2 separate regions of the Lactuca sativa genome follow, and region 1 is linked to region 2. Evidence: chromatin contacts called from public Hi-C data. All regions are on one chromosome and are shown on one strand. Each heading gives the region's core, a stretch centred on a gene start, on an enhancer-like site or on the middle of the called end of the contact. The rest is flanking DNA. Distances are from core to core; before and after follow the strand shown. Region 1 holds the start of LOC111895474. Region 2 holds the start of LOC111895467 (glyoxysomal fatty acid beta-oxidation multifunctional protein MFP-a).

Evidence for each region. Hi-C and Micro-C count contacts between places; a contact is called where the count stands out from the background.
Region 1: a contact with region 2 is called in a Hi-C map of seed, with 4 times the contacts expected there. The contact joins the promoter of LOC111895474 here to the promoter of LOC111895467 in region 2. A contact is called at or near these places in 2 of 4 Hi-C or Micro-C datasets (leaf and seed).

Annotation. Positions count from the first base shown.
Region 1 is chr6:168,870,724-168,877,162 of Lsat_Salinas_v11, reverse strand. It overlaps LOC111895474, which reads right to left and starts at 1,722. Exons shown (of 1, transcript XM_023891557.3): 1 at 1-1,722. The coding sequence starts at 1,463. The coding sequence ends at 207.
Region 2 is chr6:168,727,460-168,733,964 of Lsat_Salinas_v11, reverse strand. LOC111895467 (glyoxysomal fatty acid beta-oxidation multifunctional protein MFP-a) reads right to left here and starts at 1,709. Exons shown (of 18, transcript XM_023891544.3): 1 at 1,415-1,709; 2 at 633-704; 3 at 482-547; 4 at 317-385; 5 at 169-236; 6 at 1-78. The coding sequence starts at 1,703.

The sequences.
Region 1 (6,439 bases), core at 473-2,972, 140 kb before region 2:
TACTCACTAAATAAAATGTATACTTACTCAATAAAAAGGGTATTATATTATAATTAATGGTAATTTCACCTACATCTTATTATTTTCATTTCCCATTTACCTTATTTTTCTTGATCTTTTTCCTATCTCATGTTTAATAGGAAAAAAACCAATAAAAATTAATTTAAATGAGAAAATGAAGTTGAAGTTGAAACTTGATCAAATCTTTAGCTTCTCACTGACAACAAGGAAGGAATTGCAGCCAAATTTGGAGTTTGATTCTTGTTTGAAGCTTCTCTTTTGGTTGAAGATGGCTTACTGAATGCTCTCATCGGGCTTGCCAACGCCCATCCCCAGCTCTTGCTCCGGCCATGAGAATGCTGTTGGTTCTGCCCTGCTCCGGCTCCGGCTCCGCCTGTTGAAGTCATTTTTCCGGCTGCATTGACATTACCAGCGGTGGTGCCTTCATTTGGGTTTGAAGCCACCCAGTAAGAGGATGAGGAAGAAGAAGATGATGATGAAGTAATCATAAACCCACTAAATAAACCACCGCACCTGACTCTTTCCTTGATGCAATCTTGGCCCCCGTTGCCGCGCATGCCGGAGACTTTCGACTTGCCTTCGCGTTGCGACTCCACGCGGCGGAGCGTGCAGTCGCCGAATCCCGTCGAGATCCGCTCGAAGAAGTCGCCGGAAAAGCTCCTGCTGCCGCACCCGACGGATCTGGATCTGGACACCTTTCGGTCAAACGAAGCGTGACAAGGACTCTCATTCTCTTCCACCACTATTGTATCTTTATCTTGACGAGATCTTTGGACTTGAGGGAAAGAACCAACCGCCGATGCCGACGCACCCATACTGTTCGAAGAAATGTCTCTGATATTTTTCCTGGTTGATGAAGAAGAATGAGAGTGTTTCTGCAAGTACAAAAACGACCAAAACCCACGTTTATGAGGGCTGTTAAAACCGTCGACATTATCTGCATCCATGAAATGCATCCCCCCGCCACGCCTAGGCGTGGCCGTCGACTTGCTTCTCTTAAACATAAGATTTTTGTTCCGATCGTGGCCATGTCCGCCGCCGCCGTCGACAATAATGTTAAGATCTTTCTTTTTCTTCTTCTTTTGACTAAGCAAATAAAGTATCCTTGATCGATTAGAATAATACTGATGATAGTGACACTCATTCGTGGTGTTACTCGGGGTGATTTGAGTATTTGAAACCAATAAGGAAGTCTGGTTTGTCAACCGTGGTGGGACGACGGTGGTGGCGCTCCCGCCACCACCACCAATGTCAGATCTGAACGACGGAGAAGAAGACGAAGACGAAGGAAAAACGGCTATCGGAAAAGAAGAAGACACCAACTTCCCGAGCTTTTCTTGAAGACAAAAGGCGCATATACCCCCTGCCGGTGTGTTGTTCTTGAATGGATGCTCGGTGCAGAGCATGCTGCCATCTCCGGCGTCTTCCGGTAAGCCTTCCATGAAAAATCTAAGCTGCTATATCTTTCTTGATGTTGTTGGAGAGAGAGAGAGAGAGAGAGGTCAAAGGGTAGTGTAAATGAAGGTAAGGGAGAGTCCCCAGAGGCACGTGTATGACTGAGTAAGTTGGATTATTAAAAGATAGAGAGTGAAACCCTACAGAGTAGAGAGAGATAGAGAGGACAAATAATGTGTGCAGTGGGTGTGGGTGTGGGTGGTGGAGTGATGGAGTGAAGGAGGAGATTTGTAATTTATAATAATCTGAAAAAGAATCTCTTAAACCTGCAAACAAAATACTCGGTGTCCCAAAAACAAGTCCGTTTCTTCCTTTCATATTATTATTAAATTAAATAACCTTCCCCTATCCTATCTCCTATCTCTTCTATTTAATCTTTTCTTTCATTTATTTCTTCCGAACCCCACAAATTTAAGGGCTATAGTATGAAACTAAACTAGGAATTACCTTAGTATAAATTAGTATAATGTGAAGCTTAAACCAGGTATTTAAAGATTAGTCATGCGTGTAGGTATAGAAAAAATTAGCAAAAAAGCTTATCCTAGAAGCGTAAGATTACAATTTTTGGACTTAAACTTGGGTGTTTTATTAGCGTCCAAAATACCACCTCAAAAACAACTGTGGGACTATATCATTTCAGCCCAAAAAATATCATAAGATGTAGTCTCATCGTATAACTGTTAGCAAAAAGAATCATGCAAGGTCACATTATTATTGTTGATTTGAACTTCGTCTGAATCTTAAAATACCAACCAACGTAAGTCCTAAGAATCTTTTATTCATTTATATACGTCATGTGAATGAAACAAATATATCAGTTTTGTGTTTGGATTTCTTTTTCTTGTAATGCAAAAATATCATGTTATGTATCATACATGAGTTTCTTTTTAGTTTGAAACGTATTGATTGTTTATAAATACGTCTTAAATGGGTTTTAACTCACAAGTTTAGTTGTTATATAAAAATGGCAAACATTTAAGAGATAGGAATGCTGAAGAATAATTAAAATAGAGGATTTAGGAGCTTGCATGTTTGATTTAATATATTTTTGATGCCATATCAAGGCTCTAATAAGATTTATTGCGAAACAAATAGGAAAAGGTCACAGTATCCACAATATTAGTTTTTTTTAGAGTTTTTAAAATATATTTTATTTAAACCACCATCTTTGAAATTTAAAAATATGATTGGAGAAGTTTTTTCAATGATTTGGTTGTTCTTATAAATTTTCAACTACAAACTAGTTGAAAAGTTACTCTAAAAAACTCTGGTTTGATAATTTATGTCTTAAAAAGTGATGTCTGGAAAAGTTTTCTGACTGTGAAAAAAATCATTCTGTTTGATTGTACATCTGATTGACTGTGCTAAATGATGAAAAAAGTAATAATTCAATAAAAAATAAATTTAAAAAAAAAGTTATTTAAAAAAATTAATTATCCAAGAAAGAAAGAAAGAGTCAGGGTTTGGTGCATAATTGTTTTTCCAGCCCATTCATCCAGAAAGATATGATTTTGGGGCTTTCTGGGAAAGACATATCTTACCGGGAAAGACCCATTTTCTTGTACAAATCAAACAGTCTTTCCGGTCCATTCAGCCAGAAAGATTTGATTGGGCCTAGAAAGATGTGTATCAAACGGGGCCTAACAAATAAGAGGTTTAACCTCTTTGCTTCTCTCATAATACAATCCTCTTCCCACACCCCTTTCTCCTCTCTATCCACAAAGACAAAATATAGGACTGGCGCCAACAGTTCATCACGGAAGAAATGACTCACTAAGCATAGATTACTAACTTAGACTAATCTAATATGAGTTAAATAAAGACTAATATAATATATAATAGAAAAGAACTATCTTTTATGTATACTTTCCCCGGTTCCACTGTTACCGCGAGCTCTATGCCAGGATCTTTCAACACAACATAGGTCATCGAAAGGATCTCGGAGACCCACCAAACCACAAAAGACAGGATCTTTCAAAAAATGGATTTATATTCGATGAGTGCATAACCGCATGGATAAGCTCACACTAACCCTTTTCAATGACGTTTGATAAACCTAGCTAATAAGCTAGTTGGAATACGTAAAATTACATGTAGAAAGTTTGATTTTCTTTTTTTATAATTATTAAATTTTATATTTTTTGGAAAAGGAAACTCAATAAACTTGTTGAAACGCTAGTATTAGTATCTCTTAATCTTTTAAAAGATAACTTATAAGCTACAAGTTTGTGTATTACCAGTTGCGCCTTCCTTCGAGATTTCTCCCACGCACTTACCAATTTTAGAGCTTTAGTAATCAAAAATTGTGAAAAAGATGTCCCCGACCATAGTCCATGTTAGGGATGAGCATCGGCCCAAACCCAAACCGGACCAAGAATCAAAGAACCGGGAACTGAGTTAGTGGGAGATGTTGAACCGTGAACCGAACCGAATATATTGGTTCGGGTTAATGTTCGATTCTACAAGTAAGTGTGCTCTTTAAGGAGAACCAAAGAACCGTGAACATATTTAATGAGAAATGGAGAACAAAGAACTACATTGAATACATTCGATCTTGTTTTTTCGATCTTCCGATCTGGTCCAGTTCCACCATGTCAAATGTTCATCTCTAGTCCATGTTTTAGGCGAGCAGGACCCGTACGTACAAGCAAAAATTGCGATTTTTAGAGCTCTTTTGTGGTTAGGATTGTTCAGGTTGGGTTTTAGGTAAATATTAGGTACCTGCGTGTCATTATTGGCAGTACTACATGTCATCATCGTTGGTGGCAACAAATTTTGAGGTTTAAGATGCATGGAGTTGGTTTTGTGAAATTTGCATCACATAACATGAAGGCTTTGTAGGAAGGCAATGGTTTGTTCCACCTAAAAAATGTCAGTTTCAAGATGATATCAAATTGCAGGTAGCATGGTTGTGATGAGACTTGAGACGGAAAAATATTTTTGGATAGTATGTTTGAACCGCTAAGCTGAGTTTTGTTACAACTGGATGTGTGGCCGGTTATAGGAGAAAATAAGAGAGACATATAGAATGTTTTTGTAAAAATGTTGAAAGTTAAATGTATAGTTATAAGAGGTAAAAATAATAAAACAGTGTAAAGTAAATGACCGGTGCCAACGGTCGATTTTGAAGGGAAAAGAGGAGGCCATCGAGGCCGTTGTCGTATCCAGATCACGGAGCCATCCTTGGCGACATGTTTCCAACTAAGGATGTAAATGAGTCGAGCCGAGCCCGAGCTTGGCCAGGTTCAGCTCGGGCTCGTTTAAGTTAAGATGGGCTTGAGCTTGAGCTCGGCTCGATTTGAGCTTTATTGCACCGCGCTCAGCTCGAGTTCGTGAAGAATTATATATGCTCGGCTCAGGCTTGAGATCGGCTCGATTTTGTATGATGAGCCTAAATAAGCTTAGGTTCAGTTCAAGCTCGTTAAGAAATTCGTTTACTAATACCCTACATCTCTAACTCCTCAATTATTTCTTTATTTTAATAAACGAGCCTCGTATTTCGGCTCGAACTCGTTTAACAAACGAGCCTCATATTTAGGCTCGAGCTCGGGTGGGGCTCGTTTAATATGATCTTTAGTTGAACTTTTAACGAGTCGCTCACGAGTAGCTCAGCTCACTTACGTCTTTATTTCCAACGGGGCCGCGAGGTTACATCAACTCCCATGTCCCCACAAACAACATGATGACCGTAACACATATCCTTAATTATAGCAAAATATTTTGAGATTAAAAAGATCGTACCTTTTATAGTTATTGCATGCATTGGGAAGACAGTAAAATGCTTCTTTATTAAATAACGTAGATCAAACTTTGGTACTTTAATTTTATAGAAACAAACACACAACATTTTAGTAATAGGAAGTGACTAATAATAATGATACGTGTGTGATTATGTCCAACATGGACACATAAGGTTGGGAATCTACACACGTGTTGTGGGTTTGACTATTTGTTCCTTTTGAAGCTGTGGATGAGTTGTGTTGTGGTCCTCCTCATAAAACCACAAACATAACCATGTTTTGTGGTCACCCGAACTCCATTTTCATCTAATATTTACATTATATTCCAGAATATCATTTAATTACAACAGTGTTACGGTTGGCTTTTTCCTTGCCTAAAACTATATGGTGTTCGCTAACGGTTAAGAATCTTTTTTGTATATGTGCCCTCTCTTGTTTATGTTTCGGTTTTTATTTCCCATGTTTATAATTGAATCGGGTAAGACATTGTTCCTTCTTAAGTTGTTTGTAAGTGTTGTAGTTCGTGCACTTCACAAGTGAAATTACCTTGATAGTTTTGGGGGATCTTTGGTAAACCTCTTAACGGTTCAAATTAAGAGGCAACTTCTTAATCGTTAAACATTCACAAAGTTTGTCTAGGTTAAAAACTACCCGTGAAACGGTAAGAGTACATCATAATCACTCCATGCCTATAAGTAGGGGTGTTCGAAACCGGATATCCAAATTTCAGATAGTGGATTATGATATCCAAATCTGTATCCGAAAATTGGGTATTCGAAATTCAAGTATCCGGATTTTCGGATATGGATTCACATACCTAAATTCTTTTTTTTTTTTTTAAAGAAATGAACAATTAAAATGAATTGGAAAAACATTTAAGTAGTCTAGAAGAATGTTAGAATTCACGTTAGGAAACAAGATTATAATTTATAATTGGAGCATTTTCACAAAGTTTTTTTTACTAACTTAATCATTTTTCACAAAATTCTTTGCATTTCGTTATTTGTCTCTTCTTGTCGTTCTTGAATGTACTTGACTTCGTGTTCATAGAAAACAAAATATGGACACACTAAAATCATATCATAAAACTTATATATAATGGGGCTTCAATTCTTTTCCACGTTACAAATAATAATTTTTTTGGTGAAAACTCAAAAACGTGGAAGACTTTTAAATGTCATACATTAGAACATAAACAAATGGTAACACTTCATGCCAATTGC
Region 2 (6,505 bases), core at 460-2,959:
AAATCCAGGAATAACACCAAGCTGGAGTTCAGGCAAGCCTAACTGAGCAGTAGAAGTAGCAATTCTAGCATGGCAAGCCTGAAAATAAAAATCAAGAAAACTTTATAAAAAACATTAAGAAAAACTAAAAACAGCAATAATAATAAAAATAATGATAATAAAACATACCATAGCAACCTCCAATCCTCCACCTAAAGCAAGCCCATCAATAGCAGCAACAGATGGTTTTCTTGCAGCTGAAACCAACACCAACATTTGAAAAAAAATAAAAAATATATAATACATTTATGAGGGGTACCATGGTAAATGGACATACCTTCAAGGGTATCAGACAGAATATCGATTGATACATAACCAGGTTTTGATGCTGCTCCTGTTGTCATAGCTATAAACAACAAACCAAAATGAAAAATTAAGAAATTTTAACAAAATTATGACTTAAAAAAAAAAAGATAGAATGTACTTCATACACTATGCATACCCTTTCCTTCATGAACTCCACCAAAAGCACTAATGTCAAAACCACCAGAAAATTTGCCTTTTGCGCCTGTTTCAGATCATGTAAAGTGTTAAACTTTTATGTAATGCTTAAAAAGAATCAATTATACATAAGACTTTGTAAAAAAACTTGCCTGTTACAACAATTGCCTTCACATCGTCTCTTCGTAAGGCTTGGTCAAAAGAGTCTTTTAAGCTATTAAGTACTGAAATAAAGAGATGGGAGAATTTTAATATAATTAGCTAATAATAAGATACCAAAGAAAGTACAGAAATCACACAATCACAAGCCATCACACTGTTCACATGGCTCAACAAATCACCCATCTAGTTTCCCCAAATTATCATATGCTAATTTATATTAGCCTTCATATTTAATCTAAAAAGGTGTCAAGCAAATTGCAATCTAAAAGCATAATCATAACTTCCCAAGTCTTTCGGATAATGATTAAAGAAATTTTCAGATTTTGCCCTAATTCAACCCTGATGACGATAATAACACCCAAAAAGGAACAAACAGATATGGAGAGGATTATATTGTCATCTATATCAAGCTTACTACTTCTGAACGCAAAATTAGCACAGGTTCATTGCAGATCAATCACCATCTTTGCTGTTTATTAAAAAAAAAATAGTCTTCAAGAGTAGTTAAAAAAGGAGTATAAACTTCAAAAAACTTGATCCAAAATAAAATCGTATGCATGTTTGCAACATAGGGGATATCATTAAATAGCTAATTTAAGTTACTCACATACATCCAAGTAGCAGAAAGGGGGGACGGGGAAAAGTTGTAGATCAAACAAACTAAAATTAAGATCACAGGTAATCGTATGTGAAAATTACAATACGAAACTGAAAATTCACTTGGAAGAAAAAACACGAAACGTGGAATTAAGAATTAAGAGAGAGAGATTACCATCAAGAGAAAGTGAATTAACAGGTGGGTTGATGATGGTGATGATAGCCACCCCATCGGACCCAACTGAAATCGTTGATGTTCCTCCCATCCTGTGTTGTGTAGTAGAAGAAAGAAAGAAAATATTTCTACAGAATTCGGAAGAGGATTTAGATGGGTTTTTATTACTAGTAGTAGGGGCCTGAAGGGGGAGGGGGGTGATAACTGATAAGCGACGCCGTATTGAAGCGAATAAACAGTGACATGTGGGTCGCTTGGACGGTACTTTTTGTGCAGACATGAGCATCATAACCTACGCGCCTGCCCATTTTGACATTGATGCATCGGAGTAAATATGTCTTTCCCTATGATTAGAACATCTCAAACTATATTTTGTTTTCTCTATTTTAGAGTCCAACCCTGATTTATTTTCAACTTCAGTTTGGATTAAAGTAAAGGCTAACGCTGTAAGTATCTTCTTCTTTTCTAATTCTATTTTCTTGATTTTTTTGTCTTTTGTTTTTTCTTTTCATATTTTGTTTTTTTTTTTAATTCCTTTTTATTTATTATTATGACAAAATTGCAAAAATGGTCTTGTGGTATGCATTTTTTTGGGTTTTAGTTCAAACCTTGATTTTTTTGGTTTCATGGTCCTTTTGAGCTAGTTTAGTTGCACTTTTGGTCCCTCTGAATAGTGAAATGACTATAATACCTTTGGGGTATTTATTTTCCATTTCTTTGTAAATCTATTACCCGTTTATTTATTTTAAAAATTAAAAAATAAAAGAAGAGCCCACATCCTCTCTCTCTCTCTCTCTCTCTCTCTCTCTCTCTCTCTCTCTCTCTCTCTCTCTCTCTCTCTCTCTCTCTCTCTCTCTCTCTCTCTCTCTATTTTTATTTCTTCCATTCACAGTACCTTCAACCCAAAATCAGAAAGGAAAATGTGACTGTTGTTGGACCACCAAAGATCGTTCTCACGATTTTCTCCAAGAAAAATCGACTTTTTCCAGACCACTGAAGGACCTCCAATTGTCGCCCAACCCTGTGCCACCACCGTCTTTTCCACTGCCGCCATTGGCGCTATTGCAGGCCATGGCAGATTGGCAGGCACAACGATGGCTGTGTGCTCTTCTTTCTCTAGAGGTCTCTCTCTTTCTCCTTCGTTCATACTCTCTTTCTCCCTCTCGATTCTATTCTAGCTCTCTCATCTCTCTGATTTCAACTAAGACACAATTAGTAACTTACCTGAAAAGAAATGTGGACAAATTGGGAAGAAACCCAGATCATAAAAATCCCTAAACCACACTGTTTATCGGAAAGAATAATATCATCTGATACCCGGTTCATTCTTCCTTAATAAGGGTGATAGAGATGGAAGGCTTTCTTGTTGATTAAACTCGCCTCTACATATGTAATAATAACATAAAGATCAATTTACAAGAGATGAAACAAAGGAAGTTAATGGATCGTGCATTAAAAACCTTGGATTCCATTACTCTGACGAATGAAGAATACAGTGGGTTTGGGGGGTTGAGGACGACAGCTAAGTCTCGACAGGAAAAAAAAAGAGAAAATATAACGAAGAAAAGAGAAGAAGTGGGTTATCTGTTCGCCGTCGATGGATCTGTGTCGGGAAGACATGGTGGAAGGTCATGAGCACCAATTGTCGTCGTTTTTCTTTTGTTGGTGATGGGATAAAGAGAGGTGTAGGGTTTTACATCAGGATTTTTGTTTTGTAGAGAGAGAGGGAGAGAGAGAGTAAGAGAAAAAGAGAAATGTGGGCCCTAAATTTGTTACTTATTTTATTTTTCATTTAAATTAAATAGAAAAAGCATAAAAATATATATCATAAGGGCATAATAGTCTTTTTAGTTTACTGAGGGACAAAAAACGCAAAGAAACTACCTCAAAATGACCAACAATCCAAAAAAATCGTGGTTTTGACTAAAACCCCAAAAAAATGCATACCACATGGAGCATTTTTGCATTTTTGTCTTATGATTAATATATCATTTAATGTCTGTCTTCTCATCTCAAAATATAATGCACCCTATGATAGGTTTTTTTTTAAATACATATGATAGCTTTTTATTTATTTTTATTTTCATCTTTAGTCATCTTGTTGTTTTTTTCGGCCTTTTTTATTGTTTTTGTTTTTTTGTTGTCTATTTGGTATTTGTTAAGGTGTATTGTTATAATTAAATAATAAAAATAAAAATTATTTAAAATAAAAACAAATAATAGTAAATAAAATATAATTTTTTTTATAAATTATATGGTATATTAGCAATGTTTATATTATAATTAGTGTATGATCTATTTGATGGATTGTATGTATTTAGTCGACTACTAACAAGACTTATCAAATATAATATAGTTATATGTTGATACGTCATAATGACAAAAAGGTATACACTTAATGTCTTTCTTGTAAATCAACATTTACAAACACACGAAGATACATAATAATTCCTAAAATAAAAAATACAATATATATATATATATATATATATATATATATATATATATATATATATATATATATATATATATATATATATATATATATATATACTTTTTTGTAACTATGAATAATTAAAAAATATATATAATTAGTAAAAACTAATAAGAACAATAAGAATAATAATAGTATTAATAATAATAAAATGATAAGAAAAAAACAATAAAAGTACAAATAAGAAATGTTTATTAGCTAAAAAACACCTAAAAACATTAAAAAAAAAATCATATAAATGAGTGTATGAAGAAATAAGAAAATTATATGTTACAAACACTCTTGTATTTTTATTGTTCTCAAAATACTTTATGATTAGGTTATTCTTTACCTGTTATATTTTTATTATGGTTAATTAATTGTAAATGTATGGTAATTTGGTATGTATATAAATTTTATTTTATTTTGTATATTTTTTATCATTGAATTTAACTGTCTTATGACTCATTATTATAAGTTTTATTGTGCACATTAATCTTTTTATTTTGTATATATTTAGTCACTAATTTTATTTTTTATACATTTTAGGTTTGGTGGTGGCTTCTTGACAACCCCATTGGCGAGAGTTAAGGTCTATGTGGTGCGTGTATAACAAAGAAGGCAGCGAAGCTTAACACTTTTAACTCTCTATAACCTTATTATATCGTGTTGTGGAATGTGGACTTATGAAAGTTTGATATGGATTGTTTCCTTTTGTTGATTATTACCATCATGGATAAATGCATGAATATGTGGAGTTTCTTTGGTGTTAATTATCGATAGGACAATAGTAGACAATGTTATTTTTATTAAATTTAAAAAAAAAAATCATATAACACGTCATTAGCGAGATGGTTTAATAAAAAAAATGAGAAGATCAAAGTGGTTAATTGTAAAAATAAAAAATATGAATAGAAAATCCTAACATCAAACATCAATAAAACACCAACAATCTCGCTAAATAAACTTATAACGAGATGGAAGACTAACGGACAACAAGCTGCGTCACTATACATTTTTAGATTGCAAAACTAACTCTATAAAAACTACATCCACCGATATTGGGGTCGTAACATTAGAATGCATGACTCGTTGTACTCATTTGAGAACATTCACCGCTTCTGGTGCTAGGAAACAAAATGTATCAAAAGCATGGGGTACACGAATTCATAAATAGGATAATACGAGAACAAAACCAATTTGTGAAACACATAATACATTTGTTTGATGTGTTGTTTTGAGAGATAGAAAGATTGAATGATCTATTTTCGTTTGTATATGTTCCAACCGAATTTTGGAGCTTCGATCAACCTTATATATCAACAGAAAATGGGCTGAAAGTTGGTTTACGGGGTTACATCTATTTTGGCGCAAAAAAATGGTTGAAATATGGTTATTTAGACATAATCAAATCTTACATCATCATGATGTCACAACCTAATTTTGGCGGGAATTTGCATGGTTGGACTCTTTTTTGATATAGAAATACATTTAGGTTTCGGGGAAATGCCCCTAGACTCCGCCAGGGACGCTGCCCCTTGGATCCCCGTATCAAGGGACGCTGCCCTCAGACCCATGTATACATTAGTTAACGTTATATTATCTGAATGTACACCTCATACCTCTAATCTCAAAAAGCAAACAAAACTCAATATGTATCAGTACCAATACTAACTATATTAAAACAAAAACATGTTGATTATCAAGCTTTTAAAGCAGGTTGTCATGAATAAAACCTTCACTTCTCAAACTCATTAGGTGTGAAACTACTGTTAGATCCACATATATGAGCTTCTCTCAACCAAAATATTATAGATTTTCCTTGAAAAAAAAAGACATTTCGATAAGCGAATGAGAGCACGCGCTTGCTCGTGCGAGTGAAATGTAGCTCAGGTCCAAAGCCATATCCTTTCTTCTAATCTCGTAATTCTCGATAGTCTCAATGATAGTAGCCGTGTGACCCATATCATGTATCCTCTATTCCTCTTGACTGTCACTTCCACAATATCACGGTCCAATCAAACTTCAGCCTTTGGATACATTGTGAAATTCTTCCACGTGGCTTTTTATAAAGGGTCACAAATCCAATGTTGCCAGCCTGCCACGGGATTTCCATTTCCCGATGTCATCTTTGATATATCAAGATAATAATAGAGTAAAATACAGTTTTGGTCCATTTGTTTTGGAATGAAGGAAAAACTTTAGGAAAACACAACTCTTGTTTTTTTAATGCGATCAATATATATGATTTTATAATAGGACATGGAATTCGTGGAACAACATTCAGAAATCACATGGGTATTTTATAATATCAGATGAAATTGTGATTATTTTGATATATTAAACTTCCATTTATGGTCATTTTAGCATATACATATTGTCTTATTTTATAGCAGAAGGTTTGATCCATATAAAAAGCCATAACTTCATATGTTTACATAAAAGCTGGTTAGTGGATATGAACTTAACAACTCAAACTTGTCAATGTTAAGGATATATAATTTGGAATGTCTTTGAATCTTGATAGCTAAATTATAGAAATTGACATTTACGTTTATTTGGGACAAATTGAATCTATTTTCGTATTTTGATTTATATTTTAAAAATCAAAATCAATT